Regions from separate parts of the Mus musculus genome. Here region 2 is linked to region 1. A link is a contact called in public promoter capture Hi-C data. All regions are on one chromosome and are shown on one strand. The core of a region is the stretch at or near the end of the contact, and the rest is flanking DNA. Distances in the headings are between cores, read along the strand shown. Region 1 holds the start of Abca5 (ATP-binding cassette, sub-family A (ABC1), member 5). Region 2 has its middle 71 kb from the start of Gm30158.

Evidence for each region. Promoter capture Hi-C pulls out the DNA fragments that hold promoters and counts their contacts.
Region 2: a contact with region 1 is called in a promoter capture Hi-C map of liver, with 5 times the contacts expected there. The contact joins the enhancer-like site here to the promoter of Abca5 in region 1. A contact is called at or near these places in 9 of 39 promoter capture datasets (the 3T3-L1 cell line, the C10 cell line, frontonasal cranial neural crest and 5 more) and 3 of 115 datasets of contacts at active chromatin or transcription factors (astrocytes, forebrain and stem cell-derived neural progenitor cells).

What each region holds. Positions count from the first base shown.
Region 1 is chr11:110,335,242-110,340,682 of GRCm38.p6, reverse strand. Abca5 (ATP-binding cassette, sub-family A (ABC1), member 5) reads left to right here and starts at 2,967. Exons shown (of 39, transcript NM_147219.2): 1 at 2,967-3,198. It overlaps Gm39445 (a long non-coding RNA gene), which reads right to left and starts at 2,845. Exons shown (of 3, transcript XR_880289.1): 1 at 2,399-2,845; 2 at 1,824-1,895; 3 at 678-778.
Region 2 is chr11:111,438,167-111,444,003 of GRCm38.p6, reverse strand. No RefSeq gene overlaps it. Among named protein-coding and RNA genes, the nearest start is that of Gm30158, 71 kb to the left of the region's middle. Within about 2 kb of position 3,828, at least 1 of the 459 cell types and tissues checked has an H3K27ac peak or open chromatin away from gene starts, as enhancers often do.

The DNA of each region.
Region 1 (5,441 bases), core at 1,718-4,217:
GAATTTTGATGGGGATTGCATTGAATCTGTAGATTGCTTTTGGCAAGATAGCCATTTTTACAATGTTGATCCTGCCAATCCACGAGCATGGGAGATCTTTCCATCTTCTGAGATCTTCCTTAATTTTTGGCTCTTTTTCTACATTGATAGCCTAGTCTGATTTTTTTTTTTAGTCATGCATTATGCTAAATCAAGATTATCTATTTGAAAAAAAAATCAAATTACAGCTATTCTAGAAGCCACTTTGACTTTCAGAAATGGCAAATAACAATAATGTTTAGTAAGATTTTAAAATGGTACATATTGTTCCAAACATACTGTTAATAATGTGAAATACTAGCCGGGCAGTGGTGGCACATGCTTTTAATCCCAGCACTTGGGAGGCAGAGGCAGGTGGATTTCTGAGTTCGAGGACAGCCTGGTCTACAGAGTGAGTTCCAGGACAGCCAGGGCTACACAGAGAAACCCTGTCTCGAAAAACCAAAAAAATAAAATAAAATAATAATGTGAACTACTATACTATACTACTATACTACACTACACTACACTATACTATACTATACTATACTATACGTATCAGACACAAAGCTGTTACAGTAATGACTTAGTTATTGTTCTCTTGCTGTGAGGAGACACCTTGGAAAAGGTAACTTGGAAAAGGAAGCATGTAATTGGCGTCTTGCTTGCAGTTTTGGAAGGTTAGCCCTTGAGCATCCTGGTGGATCTATGGCAGCAGGCAGCCAGGCATGGCACTGGAGCAGTCGCTGAGAGCTCTCATCTGATCTTCCAGTTACAGGCAGGGAGAGAGAGAGAGAGAGAGAGAGAGAGAGAGAGAGAGAGAGAGAGAGAGAGAGAGAGAACACTGAGCCTATTGTGGGCTTTTGAAACCTCAAAGCCTGTCCCACTGACAAATGTCCTTCAAGAAGGCCCACCTCCCAATCCTTCCCCAAACGGTTCCTCCAGTTGTGAACCAAACATTCAAATATACAATCCCACGGAGGCCATTTTTCATTTGCTGCCCCACCCCAAATGATTTAGTCATCTTAATTTTAGCAAAATGGTCTAGAAAAATCCATTTAAACAAGTCTTTGATGTCTGGCAAGCAAAAGCACGGCCACACGTAGCCATTGTTCATCAGGTTGTAAGTTAATACTCTATGTGGCAAGATTTGGCCTCTTACTCCATGTTAAATATTGGTGAGAACTGTGGCCCACTGTTAATTTCCCATAGCCACCGAGCTTCTTAAGTCTCAAGCTGCAACTCCTATGATCTAGGAACTCCCACATGGTTCATTTGTCTATAAGGTCTATTAATGAGGTGTGGGGATTTCAGTTGCCACCATGACAACCAAGATGTGCTTATTGCTTGTTTCTATTTCCTAGATACAGAAGGGTGGAAGGAAGCATCATTCTCTCTGGCCGCTGTTTTACTATTAAAACCTGGTAGTTGTGGACATTTAGGCAGACATCGTGTGACCAGCCTGATTACAAGATATAAATAGTCTGATAAATAGTTTGCGTAGAGGCAGTAAAATATGTCACAACCTACACATTAATTTGTAGTAATTTTTTTATTTAAAATATTTTTCTCTGTGTTCTATGTTATTCTTACAAGCCTATAATCTTGTTGTCCATTTTATAAGTCGTATGTGTGTGTGTGTGTTGCTGGGGTTTAAAGCCAGGACCTTGTACAATCTAGGCAAGCAGACTATCACTGAACTACAAGTCCACTCCTATAATAGAATTTTAATATTTTCTGTTTCTATGGGTGCAATTTTGTTAAGTGAGTAGGTATTTTTTGTGAAGATAAAAATATTTACATACCTTTCTTGTAGGTGTTTTCTCTCATCAGTAGTATTATTAGCAGTATTTACCATAGTTTATGATTCGCAAGACCTGAAAATTTAAATTGGTATAAGAAAAAGTTCTTAACTTCAGGCTACATATGATGTAGCTGAAGAGATTAGCATGTAAGACAGTGAAAGGGATACTATGGTGCCAAGTGGGGTGTTTGAGAGGAAAGATATCATTGTGTCAGGCTCTATGATAGTGTACACACACATGCAGGCAAAACGTCCACATCTATAATAAAGCAGAACACATTCTATAGACTTAGTTTTCAATTTGAGAACTACACACACATACACAAAATATGTATGAATGTTCACATTCACAGAGCTGAAGATGTTTTCGAAAGTAACTGTAACACATAGCACTGGGGACTGCACACACCAGACACATTCAGTATCAAGCCAGCAAAAATTCCAGCATGAATAGTGTGTGTGTGTGTGTGTGTGTGTGTGTGTTATGAATTGGCAGTTTGTGGCTTCTGGATAAGAAAGGATCAGTCTTCCTCAGGGATGTGTAATTTTGGTATTGTGAACTTTACTTTGCAATACCTTTGGCCCTTGTTTCGATCACTTTGGGTAACGACATTCCAAACATCAGTTTGCATTTTAAGTAAAAATTAAGCGTGGTATATAGTCTTTGCCAGAAGTCAACACTTGCAGATTTTCGGAGGATGTTTGAAGGAACCGGTAGGATGTTCAAGGTGGTAGTCTGAGGTTGGAGAGGAGAAGGCAGTCTTTACAGAAACGAGGAGGGAGGACGCTGCAGCAAGAGGGAGGAGTGTCAGACTTTTATCAACTCTTTAAATACAAGGGAACAGAGGCAGATGGGAGGGTGGAGAACCAAGGCCGTCCTTCTTGAGGCGACAGAAGTCTCCTCAAACCCATCGAGCCTCGGTGGAGGGTGCGGCGAGCTCCCCAGGAGGTTCTGAGCACCTGAGCTAGAGTCGGCAGGTCCAACCAAGTACTCTGCGACTCGTTCGCCGCGCTCACCTCCGCCGGAGCCCCGCCCCCAGTAGCCCCGCCCCCAAGCGCGCTCCCGTCTCGAGCTCCAGGAGCACGCGCATTACGCACGCCCCGCCCTCAGGTGCATTCAGGGGCGGGCAGGGGGCGTGTCTCCGGCGGCGCGCGCGGCTCTCTCGGCGTAGCGGGGCGGCGGGCACGCGCGCGCTCGGCCTCGCGGACCGCGTCTCCGCGCAGAATTTCCGAGCTCCGTCACTTACCGCGGTCGCGGTCGCCGCAGGTAAGCTCGCGGCTTGGGCCTGACAGCGCTGCGGCTGCGACGCCGGGGTGAGGAGACGCCGAGGCCCGCGGCGCTCGAGGTCGCTCGCCATTCGTGTCTGCGGAGAGAGGTGACGCGGCGGCGGGGACGGGGCATGGACCGTGGAGATGGCCGAGCAGCTAGGGAATGAGGAGAGGGGAGGGTGTGGCGGGCCGCGGGGAGCCGGAGGATGCTGGCGGGTGGCGGGCGCTGACAGGGATCCCTGGGCTAGCGACATCCTCAGAACTTCTAGAGAGGCAGAAGGAAAAGAAAGGACAAACCGAAATTAAATAAAAGCCCAAACCAAACCGAAGTCAGTTTTCCCCCTGAGGGCTCAGGAGCATCGCCCTACTTGGGGCGCAGATCGGGTAGCGGATCATGTGTGACCAGAGGACTCGGGGTGAGAGGAAAAGCCGCAGAGCTCGTGACACGGTTTTGGGGTTGAAAATAATCTGAATTCCCCAAACATAGCTAACGAAGATTCCCAGGCGCGGAAAGGTTTCAGGGAGGAGGAGAAAGCGAGGTCCATGGGGGACAGCGGCCTCTGGGGCAGTCGGAGTTGAGGATTTTCGCCCCAGCTCTCTAAAAGCTTCGCTTTACGTTTTCAAAGAATCAAGTCTGAGGACAAAAATTAAGGACATTCTGGAGCCCCAGATGAGGTTAGATCCTGGCTCAGAGCCAGGGTCAGTATTACTTCATCTTGACAGCTGCTCTGAGGTTGGAGATGGTACTCTGTGTGGGAAATATGGGTCTTAAAGAGGTTAAATAACTTTATTAAGGTCCCAGCTGGGGAAAAAAATGAGGTACTGAGATTCTCCCTCTGAGATTCCAGACTCTCTAATCCTGGTGCTTTCCTCACTCTATTTTATGTTTGCCCAGAGAGCATTTTTATGTCTCGTCAGAGAAGACTCAATAGATAAGAACATTATGAGAACACTTTGTGTGTGTTTATCCTGAAAGCAGATTTAAGAGACAGTGATCTTTGAATGTGGGTCATTTAGGCAGATGTGTCCTTGATAATGCAAAACTTCAAATTCTATTAAACATAGGGAACTCTTAAATTTTGCATAAATTTATTAATATGTTCGTTACATGCCAGGTAATCATTTTGTTCCTAAAGTTCCTAGATGAATATAGTATGTAATGTCTGCCATTGAGTTTAATTGAAAGAGTAATTATATAAAAGCAACTCATACTAATATAAATTGTAGTCCTCATTAGTGTGTAGATTACACTGGAAATAGTTTTAAGTGCAAACTTAAAACTTTTATACAGTGCAAACTTTATACTTTTATAAACATTATATATAAAGAAAACTATTAGCTGACTTGCCATATGGGTACTGTTACATCGTTTTCCTCCAGCAAGGCGTTCTGTCATAAAACTTAGGTCAAACTTTACTGGCATTAGTATCTTGCTTTATGTCACTACTTTTGGTAAATTTTAAAAGATCAGCGAAGAAAGCGTTTATGATGCCTTCTGTTAAATTTAAAGGTTTATTATACCCATTATGAAGCCAGTAAAATAGCTGGATAGGTTTCTCTTTCAGTGCATTGCTAGACAGATTAGCAGCTCTTTTCAAAAAATTAAATCTTAATTTAAAAGTATAGTTAAACTGGATGGCATTTACGTTTCTGTGGTTTAGAGTTCTCGGGGGAATGGCAGCCATGCACGTTGTTTAACATGTAAATTATTGGAGGCCCAGATGTCAGCGAGTGGTTGGAGTGGTGGAGCCGTTTCTTTGGATTGTTTCTGTTTTCTCACTGAAGTAGGAATCCAGATTGCAGTTTGTAGGTGATGGTGGAGATGGAGATGGAGGGGTTTTGAGGATTGAGGCAGTCAGTGGACTTCTAAAGTGTGAAGCATCTCCCTTGGGTGTAGAGGTACAGAGGAGGAGTGGGGTGCCACTTGGGGTGTTCCATATCGCATACAAGGCATTCCACACTCTGTTGTCAGTTTCGTCTGTACATTGCTGCCCAGGGCGTACACCCGTGCTCTGCCACATTCCAGGGTGGCATCTGCCTCCACCGGGTTGTGGATAGCTCTCTTCTTCATTTTACATAGATCTTGTCTTTTGGGAATTCAGCATCTCCATAGTTTTCTCTCTGCTTAGAAATTCTTTCCTAACTCTTTCCCTCAACTGGAATTACACTATTACATTTAATTTGATTTACATTAAGTTAGTGATAGGAGGATCCTTTTTTTTTTTTTTTTTCTGGTTCGCGCAGACATTCTTTAGAACGTGTTAGAAAAGTGACCTAGCGTTTCCACTTGTGTCCCTCTCCTACAACTGATGAAAGGAGTTAGTGAATCTTTTTGGATGAAGAGTAAGGA
Region 2 (5,837 bases), core at 2,579-5,078, 1.1 Mb before region 1:
GCCAAGTACTACCCTGACACAGTGCCTCACACCAGTCATTTTTTCAAAAAGGAAAATAAAAGTTAATTTTCATTGTTTCTTCTTCTTTAACATGCATCCTTTACATCCTTGTCTGTAGGTGGATGGTAACCATCCACAAGATTTAGGCTCTTTTAAATCCCAGAATGTTTGCTTATGCTCCATGCTTAGATTGTACATTGGATGACAAAACTGTTTCCTTCTGTTGGATATGTTTCAAGAACTGGACAGAGCAATTTTGCTTACTTTCAGTTAGCTAGGACTAATTACAGCCCTGTATCCAACTAGGAGGAAACTATTCTTTGTCTTTAAGAAAGAGGAGGTGCTAGTGGTGGAAGCCCATGTTCCCTAGAATTGTGAGATCTGATATTTGGTCTATGAATGAGCTAATTTCTCTTCAGTGTTACACAATGTTGAGTAGGAAAGTTAAACTTAGTGTTTGTATCATTGCCCTTTAATGTTTGAGTTAGCATGTGCTGCTAACTTCAGATAGAGGATATTTACCAGGTGGTAATGATCCTTGAAATATAATTCCTTTTGCTTAAAATACCGAAAGTAAATAACACAGAAAGCACAGTGAAAAGGGATAAACTACAAATACACACACACACACACACACACACACACACACACACACGACACTACTTAAGGGGCACAATGACCAGGACGTGTGCCCTATTTGTGATAATGTGACAGAGGAGAGGTAAGAGAGGAGGGTGGTCAAGATTAACATATGGAGGAAGCCAATTAACATAAAGCCGCTCCCCATAAGAGTTATATTTAAGGAAGCTAGACATAAGTATAGGAGGAGGTGGGTGCTATTAAAATGACTAATAAAAACTCTCACTCTCATGGCCAAATGCCTTTTGAGGTCCTAAACTTACCTAGCTCTCTCTAGCCTGTTTCCATTCTCTCTCTCTTTCTCTCTCTCTTTCTCTCTCTCTCTCTGTCTCTCTCTCTCTCTCACCTCTCTCATTGTCTCCGATCTGATTTCTTTGCCCAGAACACATTCTGCCAAACTGTAGACTTTATTTGGATGCAGAGAAAATGATTTGGTTACTAAGAAGGGGCAGGAAGTTCAAATGGAGAAAATGACAGGACCAGAAGCACAGATGTGAAGCAATGGACACAGAGCTCTGCTCCTGCATTGGACCAGGTAGCAGTGAATGTCCTGTGCAGGGACAGAGACTTCCATTCTCCAACAAGTACCTGTTGCATACATCTTCATAAATCATGCAAGGATTTGTGCTCACTCAGGCATTCAGGTCCCTCTGGTGAAGAAGATGAATTTATTAATCACCTAAGTGCACAAGAAGACCTCTAATATTTTAACCAGCAATATCCTGTGCCTGCTTTTATGGAAATGTCCTCCTTTGCAGTGATCTCCCAAAAACCTTTCAAGGGCAGCAATCTGAAGAAGAGGAAGCCCAGTCCCCTCCATGCCTTTGCCTGACACTTTGGCAGATCAAAGATGTCATCTTACAAAAGAGAACTTTTCAAGATGTGGTCAGGAGACTGGTTTTACAGAGGAAGCAAACAGAAATAAATCCCACAGTCACAGACAAGAATGGTCTGCTGCTCCTCAGTTCTCTTCTTGCTCATGTTGCCAAATCTGGAGGCACCAAACCCCAGGGAATGTAAAGAACAGTCTCTCTCTCTCTCTCCCTCTCTCTCTCTCTCCCCCCCCCTCTCTCTCTCTCTGTTACTCCATGATTCTTTACATTTGAACTGCAATCCCAACTTCATGTTATTTTCTGAAGTCATTGAAATGGCATCCCTATATGTGGATAAATCTCATTTGAAATTTGTTGGTCACTAGACTCTGAGCTAGGAGACCAAATTTCACTTCATGAAATTTGGTGTCACCTTTTTGTCCTGTTTGAATCTCTCTCATATGTATTTGTGAAATTCTCATAAAAACTAATCACTCTATTTCCTTGACAGATCATATTTTGTGAAAGACAAAACAAATCCAAACAACCAACCAAAAAACCTTCTGCATTATTTATACTCAAAGAGACAAACAAAAATGTCCATTTCAAGAAATCATAGTTCACAGTCCCTTTTCTCCACTGTGGATTAAATGGCAAGCAGAACATTTCACAGGTGATACTGATTTACCACCTGCTATTTTGATTGGCAGGGACTGGAATCCATATCCACTTAATTTACTGGTTTATGGAATAGGTTCATTAAGAAATGAGAATGAGTCTTATTATTGCTGTTAGAAATAAGCGGCATGGTCCCAAACAAATCACACCATGCAACAGATCTCACATGGAAGGTTTATTAGGAGGGTGTCAGAGGTAGCCTCTGGGAGAGGGAGGAGGAAAAGAGAGAGGGAGGACCAGTCTTTTATCTAGGCGATGATGCGTGTGCCAAGGGACATAGCAAGAATATAACATGCATAAATCTTCTAAGTGATAAATATATTCTTTCATGAGCTGGGTCAAGATAATTCCCTTTCTCACTGAATTGTCACACAATCCAAAGTACAGCTTTCTGTTTGAGGATAAAAAAGAATAGTGTGTTATTCTCCATCATGTTTAAGTTTTGTTGCATGTAAAGCAGTCTGAAGTCTTTAAGCAAAAGAATTGAATTAACAACTCATTTCAAACACAATAGGTATGTTATACTGGAATTTCATGGCATCTCCTCTTTAAAATTAACAAACAAGCAAGCAAACAGAAACTATAAGAAGTGTTTCTGAACTCAAAAATTATCAAGCTCTATAGTAGAGCTTCAGGAATGTATATTAAATTTGCAAGTTATCTTGCACTATTCTTTTTTATTCAATACACTAGACTTGTACATTTTCCTGTACAGTTCATAAAAGACACTCTCTACATCTGACATTTTAAATAGATTTTTTAAAGTTATTTTACACATTGGATTGAGGGAGTGGAACTAAAGAAATAATTCCTGCAAAGACAGGAGGGAAGGAAGGAAGGAAGGAAGGAAGGAAGGAAGGAAGGAAGGAAGGAAGGAAGGAAGGAAGAAAAAGGAAGAAAGGCAGACAGATAGATACACCCAAGCATGGGGATGTCTTTGACCTAACTATACACCTTTTCAGTTCACTGACAAGTTGAACTTGGAATGGGCTAACAGTAACTCAGATGGTGACCAAGGGGGCATTCTAGGGCAGAAGGCAAATGCACCTGTGATGGCCACCGCTGTGGAGAGGAAATAAATATTCCGACTTGTCCAAAGTGCTGACGCTCTGGCTTCTGTTTGGAGTGGTCTCCATGTTCTCCTAACTTCACTTAATTGTTGTGAAGTCAGGCTGTTAGACTGACCCTCACTTCCCAGGAAATGAGGGCTCTGGTAAGGTCAGCAGGGGAGGAGGCTTCTGGGTATAATGTGGGTCAATGGCATTGGCAGCCAAGTCCTCAAGAGAGGAAAATCTAGACTAGGGTGGCTTTTTGACTTAGCATTATCTGTCTTGAGAAAATTTTCTCTGACACTTTCTTGATGAGGCAAATTGCCAAGCCAATAGAAATGTTTGCCACAGACTATTCCAAATCAACTGTGATGTGGCCTGTCAGCACCAATATATAAGCTCACCCCCTCCCCAATTTTCTTTTGTTTAACAAAAAATGCCACAAAATTCAAATATACTTTCATGATATTCAACTTGACTTAAACTTTCCCCCAAGGTTTTAGGTTAGGTGAGACATACTGAGAAGTTAGACTGATTCATTGAGTCTACAATAGTGAATGGACCTTGTGACTGAGGCTGACACACACAGGCATACTGAGAATTCTGTTCTGAGCATTTTTCTCTGACTTTGAACATCAATTTGCTGAGGTATTTTAAGCACCAGATTGCTTTGCAAATATTTATTTGAGATGTGCCTAGAACTGAGAAGTTGTTTCCCAAGCCAGGAAGAATCGTACGGGCACATTTATTGAGTTTTAGTGTATTGGCTTCTCATCAACCCCCCAAGAGGCAGATAAAAATAAGTGCAAATAAACTATTGGCAAAGTGTGAAGTTTAGCTCACAAATGCGGTGTTTTCTTCCACTGAATATGAAACATTCATGAGTATGCATTGCACATATCAGCTCAGAGAGTCAATACAAAGTTTTCTGGGGCTGAGTTTAATGCTTGTTGACATGACTGTGCGGTAGAAGCAAATGATGTTTCATGCAGAGTTTGGGTAGAAAGGACCTTAGGGAATCTTATACACATTGATCTTCAGTATCTGGATATAGTTTTGATGGTGAGTAACCAAGCATCAGGGTCTGATCATTGATTGATTGGGTGGCAGAAGGATTCCAGGATGGGTTTGAGTTCCAAACATCCTGATGCTTCATGCAAACATTAATGATTTTTTTAAAGGATTTGTGTTCTTCCCAGTGTACATGTGATCAGCTTGTCCAAACCTATGTTCTACCATGGAGTAGTGATGTTTCAGTGTCAATAGTGACAAAAGTGTGTGTGTGTGTTGTTCATGTGTCTGTGTGCATCATTTGTCAGTCTTTGTTTTCTTTCCTCGTTTTCATGTTTTTCTGTGTTTTCACATATTTGTGTTCATGCTCTATCATTTTTTGCTTTTTTTCCCCCCTTGAAACAGCATCACTCAGAGAATCTAGACTCATGCTGGTGGCCAGCATGCCCCAGTCATTCTCCTACCTCTGTCTGCTACAGTCTGTGGTTGTAGGCAAAGTGCCTTTATTCACTGAGCCATGCCTCTCACCCCCCTCCAAATAAAAACCCACAAAAGTTTTAGCTTGTTACTTCGTGACCATATCAAGTTTCCTTGTCTTGAGTAATACTTTTGATAATAAAGAAAATAAATTCAAGAAAAAGAAATCCCCACATCCGTGAATGTGTTCAAAGTGAAAGGGATACAGTAGACATGTCAGACTCTTGGGATAATCATAAGATGATGATAGAATAATCATAATAATTACTTCCCTAGATATGTTAGTTAGTCATTATTACTGTGATATAACACTGGGATTAAGGTAAATTGTAAAAGGAAGAGTTTGTTTATTTGAGCTTAAGGCTCTGGGAGAATAAGAGTGAGAACTTATTGTGAACTCTGAGCATGAAGTAGGAGATTGGTGGGCCCAGACAGAGTGGGACCTTGTGTTCTGCAAGCTTGCTTGCCTACTGATGCAATCTCACAGCTGACATCCAGGTTCCTGGCTCTTTCCATGTTTACAACCCCTCTTCCATAATATCCTTAATTCTTAGGTGCAAGAATTGCCTTATAGATGTATCAGTTGGGGCTAGGTGCCCATGGTCAGTTGGTCTGTCCGGTACAAAATGAAGATTCTTTGATGAAGGGATATATTTATATTTATGTGTGGGTATCAGGTGAATCATTTTGAATGCAGTTAGCAACTATACTGGTCTGGGAAAGGGGCCATAGTTGGTCCTCCTCTAAGATTCATGACCTCACTAGCCATCTGTAGTTGGCTAGGTTTACAGTAACAGGCAAAGTTTCCCTTCTGTTGAGTGGGGCTCTTGTCCAATTAGAAAACAATTGGTTAAGGACAAGATATAAGTGCTACTATGTACCTTTTGGGATGTCTTGGTATGCTGGCCGTTGTTGTGATTCATTGGCATCATGGTTGGATGGCTGGGTAGGACTTACTGATGACTTTCTTCCCACAGAAGCTTGTGCATCATTTTCTGATGCTATGGCACTATGAAAGCTAGTTTTTTGGGAAGAGGATTTTGTGTCTGTTACATTTTCAAATCCTGAGTCTTATGTCCAAAGTGCATGGTGTCTTCGGCAATAGTGACTTACCTTCAATTTCTGGGAAGCAACCAAAGCAGTAAAAATTGCCTGTATTTTGAGACTCCCT